Regions from separate parts of the Mus musculus genome. Here region 1 is linked to region 2. The links are chromatin contacts, called in public Micro-C maps. All regions are on one chromosome and are shown on one strand. Each heading gives the region's core, a stretch centred on a gene start, on an enhancer-like site or on the middle of the called end of the contact. The rest is flanking DNA. Distances are from core to core; before and after follow the strand shown. Region 1 holds the start of Pramel1 (PRAME like 1). Region 2 overlaps Pdpn (podoplanin).

Region 1 (2,700 bases), core at 165-2,664, 110 kb before region 2:
TTGTTTTGGTTTTTTCTTTCTTTGTTTGTTTGTAGACATGGTTTCCCAACCTGACCTGAAACTCACTCTGTAGTCCACTAGGCTGGCCTTGAACTCAGAGATCCTCCTGTCTCTGCTTCCCAAGTGCTGGGGTTAAAGGTATTCACCATCACACCTGACTAAAAACTTTAAATGCCAAGGGTTGAATTTCTGTAGGAGAAAAGTTTCTTCTAAGTCTAGAGCGGTGACTCACATTATCATCAGAACACTCAAAACTAAGGTAGAGGGATCTACATAAGTTCCAGGCTGCCCAGTGTGTTGGCACAGGACAGCCATGGTGGATATACACAGAAACCCTGCCTCAAAAAAACCCCAAACCAACCTCCACCCACCTCCCCAAAGGGCATTTGGCACTATGCCCACTTTTAAAAAGTCTGTCTACAACTCATTAAAACCCTATGCCATCTAACCTGGTCTGCCTAGTAAATTGAGAGAATATGAATAAATATCTACCCATCTCAGACAGTACTCCAACAAGAAATCAAAGTCATGAGTGACTCTACCCAAGTTTGGCTTACTATAGACCAGGCTGGCCCTTTGCCTCTTGAGTGCTGGAGCCACCACCACCCACCCAGCTTTGCACAGCAATTCTCAAACCTTCCTAATGCTGGGACCCCACACACACACACACCCACACCCTTAAAAGCATTTCACTACTACTTCGTAAATGTAATGAATCTAACGCAGGATGTGACCCACCCATCTAGGCCAGATGCCCAGATGACTGCCTAAGGGCCCAGCCTACCCCCATCCTCTCGGAAGGCCCGATCTAGTGAGGAACTTCGAATTAAAACGGTTGTTAGCCTTGGGGGGGGGTGGGGGTGGCAAAGTTCAAAAGAAGCAATCTCTGACTGGGGGGGGAAGCAACCTGGCTGATGGAATGCATTGATAAACAAGGTGTGCGAGCACACACTCCTAATCCTAGCCACACTCAAGTTATTCTTCAGTCAGTCACACAGGCTCGATAACTCGGCACTTAATCCTAGCATGCCGGAAGTGTTTGAAGCCCGAAACGACGCACTGATTTCCTGGCGGGCCCTGGGGCCCTCACAGACGAAGGCCTACTTCAAAAAAAAGCAGAGTGAGAAAGAACGGCCTTATCCTGTCAGCGCACCCGTTAGTCAAGTCTCCCCGACGTGTCTGGAAGAGCACGGGGTGATGGCACGGAGTGGGGCGTTTATTTTGTTGTTTTTTTTTTTTTTTTTACCAAGGGTTGAAGCGATCCTCCGGCCTCGCCCGCTGCTGCTGCTACTGAGGGACAAAATGGCTTACCAGAGATGGACAGAAGCAAGATGTCTCCGAGCCGCCCCGGAGCCCTCCGGTCCCTCTGTCTCCCCCGCTGGCCTCAAACTCACAGAGACCTGACAGGAAGCGCTCGCTCTCGTGGCCGCCGAAGCTTTAACACAACGTTCTGCTCCCACGCCGCTGAAATAAGCTCGGGCCCCGCCCCCCATACAAGCCGCCACTTGATTGGACGTCTCAGGCTCCGCCCACTTTCACGGGATTTCGCCCCCCCACTCCTCCAACGCTTTTTTGAATCTAGAGCCGGATGTGGAGGGAGACTTACAGCGTTGGCCAGGAGGCTGAGGCAGGTGCATCTCTGTGACTTTAGGCCCGGCCTTTCTTCGCTAACTAAATATCGATTTCCCAGGCTCTGGCTAAGACTACTGGATGAGTCCATGTTTGAAAATAAGGCGGGGGCGGTAGGGGGGATTGCTGCGTTGGTGCTGGTATCCATCTTTAATTCCAGCACTCAGGAGGCAGAGGCAGGAGGATCCCTAACTTTCGGCCCAGTATTGTGTCTAACTAAATATCGACTTCCAGGCTCCAACCAAGGCTACTGGATAAGACCCTGCCTTAAAAAATAATAATAAAATTAAGCCGCAGTGGTGGCACCCGCCTTTAATCCCAGCACTTGGGAGGCAGAGGCAGGTGGATTTCTGAATTCGAGGCCAGCCTAGTCTACAGAGTGAGTTCCAGGACAGCCAGGGCTATACGGAGAAACCCTGTCTCCAAAAAAAAAAAAAAAAAAAAAAAAAAAACCGAAAAGAAAAAAGAAATTAAAGTGTGGCTATGGTATTGCCCACCTTTAATTCTTCACTCAAAAGGCAGAGGCAGGAGGATTTCTGACTTTAGGCCCAGCATTTTCTTAATTAAATATTAAATTCCAGGCCCTGAGGCCCTGGCCAAGACTACTGGATGAAACACACACACACACACACACACACACACACACACACACAAAGGGCGGGACTGTAGTAGTGCGTACCTTTAATTCCAACACTCAGGAGGCAGAGGCAGAAGAATCTCTGTGACTTTAGGCCCGGGATAACTAAATATTGACTTCCAGGCTCCAACCTAGACTACTTGATGTACTTGATGAGACCCTGCCTATAAAAGAGAGGGAGGGAGGGAGGAAGAGAGGGGGAGGAGGGGAGGAGGAGGAAGAAGAGGAAGAAGAGAAAAAAAGAGAAGATGGGGCTGTGGTTATGCACTCTGGAGGCAGAGGCAGGAGGTTAGGATGAGTTTGGGGCAATCCAGGTCTCTACACAGCAAGGCCTAGAACAATATAAAGGCACTCTGATACACACACACACACACACACACACACACACACACACACACAAAGTGAGTCTGATCTGTGTTCTCCCCACAAGGGAA
Region 2 (2,700 bases), core at 115-2,614:
AGTAAACTCAGCAGAACAGCAGTTTGCTCAAAAGAAAGTTCTAGAACCTCATAGGGAGGAAATAGTGAATGGCCCAGTATGGCTAAGCCCATGGAGATACTTCCTCCTGGCTTTTCTGTAGAGAGAGGGGCTTTCCCCTGGGCAATGGGTGAAGGTTGGGGTGGGTAGCAGCAGTGTCGGGAGATGGACCTCAGCAGCCCAGCTTCAAGCTCCATTAGAAACCATCCGTGGTCAACAGTGTACCCAGCCTTTTCCTTAAAGGGTACAGGCTCAGGGCTGGGGAGTGGCTGTGTTGGTAAAGTGCTTGTCTTGCAGGCATGAGAACCTAAGTTCAGTTCCCAGCACCCACACAAAAAGCCAGGCATGGTGGCAAGTGCTTGCAGTCTCCTGGTCTGGGGGGGCGGGGGGGGGGGGGGAGAAGAAGGAGGATTCCCTGGGTGGAACTCACTAGCCAGCTGCCAACTGGGCGTAATCAGCAAATTCTGGGTCCTAGAGAGACTTCTTCTCAGAAGACAAGGCAGAAGACAGTTTCTATCTAGGAAGTGTGCCTGAGGTTGACCTCTGGCTTCCACATACATGTGCACACACCTGCCCACATGTGCTCACGCATGTGTCTGAACATCCAAGGATGGACGGGGGGGGGGGGCGGGGGGGGGGGGCGTGGAGGAGGGAGAGAGGGGGAGAACCTTCAAGGAGTGAGGCAAGAGTGACCCAGAGACATAGTGGCCTTTGTAAGTGCTAGAGCGATGGCTCAGCGGTTAAGAGCACTGATTGCTCTTCTAGAGGTCCTGAGTTCAATTCCCAGCAACCACATGGTGGCTCACAACCATCTGGAATGGGATCAGATGCCCTCTTCTGGTGTGTCTGAAGACAGCTACAGTGTACTCATGCATGAATAAATCAATCTTTAAGTAGAGTGGGCTTTGCACTCTGATGGATCTGGATTCTGACTGAAGCCACCATTGCCACCTGCTCACTGAGCTGACGGCCCCCTAACTCTCCACCTCACCCTCACTATCCTCCTGAAAAGCAGGAATGGTACTTGTTGCAGGAGTTTTGTAAAGACCCCAGGAAAGCACCCGGTAGTAGGTTTTTTTTTTTTTTTCTCCGAGACAGGGTTTCTCTGTGTAGCCCTGGCTGTCCTGGAACTCACTCTGTAGACCAGGCTGGCCTCAAACTCAGAAATCCGCCTGCCTCTGCCTCCCGAGTGCTCTGGATTAAAGGTGTGTGCCACCACGCCCAGTTCCCGGTTGTAGGTTTTATTCATTCTTGTGTAAATTCAGTCAGAAGTAACTACTTTGACCCCCTGGACCCTTCAGAGAGGAGAGGAGAGGAGAGGAGAGGAGGGGAGGGTGTGCTTGGGTGGCCTGGAGTATCCCTCCCCCTTCCTCCTGCCCAGTCACTTACTGACTTCTAGCTGTCAAAATAAAAGTCCTTAGCAGCCACAGACCTGCTGCCTTTTCTGTTTTCTTTCTTCCTTCTCTGCCTCCTCCTCTTCCTCCTCTTCCTTCTCCTATTCCTTCTCAGCAGAATCTTCCTGGAGCCCAGGGATATGTCATGCTCAGGAACTTTCTGCTTCAGTCCTTCAAGTGCTGAGATTACAATACCACCCCTACCTCTCCCATCCCACCCCTGCCCTCTCCCCTCCCCACCCCACCCCCATAGCTACCTTTGTTTTTCTTCTTTTCCTTTCCCCTCCCTGTCTTTCATTCCTCCTTCCTTTGACTCTGGGGAATGATCCCAGGGCTGCTGTATACTAACCCTGGACTCTACCACTGAGCCATACCCCAGCTCTTTCTTCCTTGCCCTGGTCCAGCTACAAACGAAAAAAAAAAAAAAAAAAAAAAAAAAAAACAACTTTCAAAAGCTGCTTCCAGCCCACTGGGGCCAGCCAGCCAGAAGTGTCATGTACAACCCTTCACCCACTGTGAGGTCAAGGGAACAGGCTCCTAACATTTACATGCAGGAGTTCCTCAGAGGAGCTAGGAGCATGGCTCCGCTTACCTCAGTTCCGACACCCCTCTCTTAAATGCACATCCTACCTGCCAGCAGCATCGTGCAGCCTGACAGTCGTGTCCCATCTCATTAAACGAGCTTGGTCTATGGCAAAACCCGTGACAGCGAATGACAGGCAGGGCCACACAGAGTTCACCCTCACTGGTGAATTGTTCTGGGTCCTGTCACTGCTGCCCTACAGTAGGGAAGGGCGTTCACCTGCTCTGCAGTGAAAGCCACTGTACAGTGAGAGGGTGATAAATCCAAGGAGGATTGTGCCTGCCCGTCAGTCACTCAGCAAATGGCTCCAGATGCTGGTCATGTGTTAGGGGGATACCATGCTCTCCCCTGGGGTGGCAGGGCCAAGCCTGCCAAGAGTTGTCTACATTAATAAAGAGCTGTTTAGCCCAGGTGTGTTGGTTGGTACACAAGCCTCTAATCCCAGTGTTTGGAAGTCCATGGCAGGGAGAAATCAAGATTAGCCTGTCCTGTATACACAGTGAGAGCTTCTCTCAAAAAAGCAGAGAGGGCTGGAGGTGGAGAGGTAGCTCGATTGGTAGAGCGTGCTTGGTGTGCAAGGATAAGGACCAGAGTTCAAGCCTCAGAATTTATGTAAAAGATAAAAACTGTCAGGCATGGTGATTCGAGTTTAGGGTTCAGAGTGGGGAGGAAGAAACTGGCAGATCTCCAGGGCTTCCTGGCCAG

Evidence for each region. Hi-C and Micro-C count contacts between places; a contact is called where the count stands out from the background.
Region 1: a contact with region 2 is called in a Micro-C map of embryonic stem cells, with 2.5 times the contacts expected there. The contact joins the promoter of Pramel1 here to the enhancer-like site in region 2. A contact is called at or near these places in 1 of 39 promoter capture datasets (hippocampal neurons), 2 of 484 Hi-C or Micro-C datasets (embryonic stem cells and nephron progenitors) and 1 of 9 other capture datasets (adipose tissue).

What each region holds. Positions count from the first base shown.
Region 1 is chr4:143,393,155-143,395,854 of GRCm38.p6, reverse strand. It overlaps Pramel1 (PRAME like 1), which reads right to left and starts at 1,414. Exons shown (of 4, transcript NM_031377.2): 1 at 1,312-1,414.
Region 2 is chr4:143,285,910-143,288,609 of GRCm38.p6, reverse strand. The region is part of intron 1 of Pdpn (podoplanin); the gene reads left to right. Among named protein-coding and RNA genes, the nearest start is that of Pdpn, 12 kb to the left of the region's middle. Within about 2 kb of position 1,364, at least 103 of the 459 cell types and tissues checked have an H3K27ac peak or open chromatin away from gene starts, as enhancers often do. A contact at or near this core is called in adipose tissue and embryonic stem cells, where this site is marked.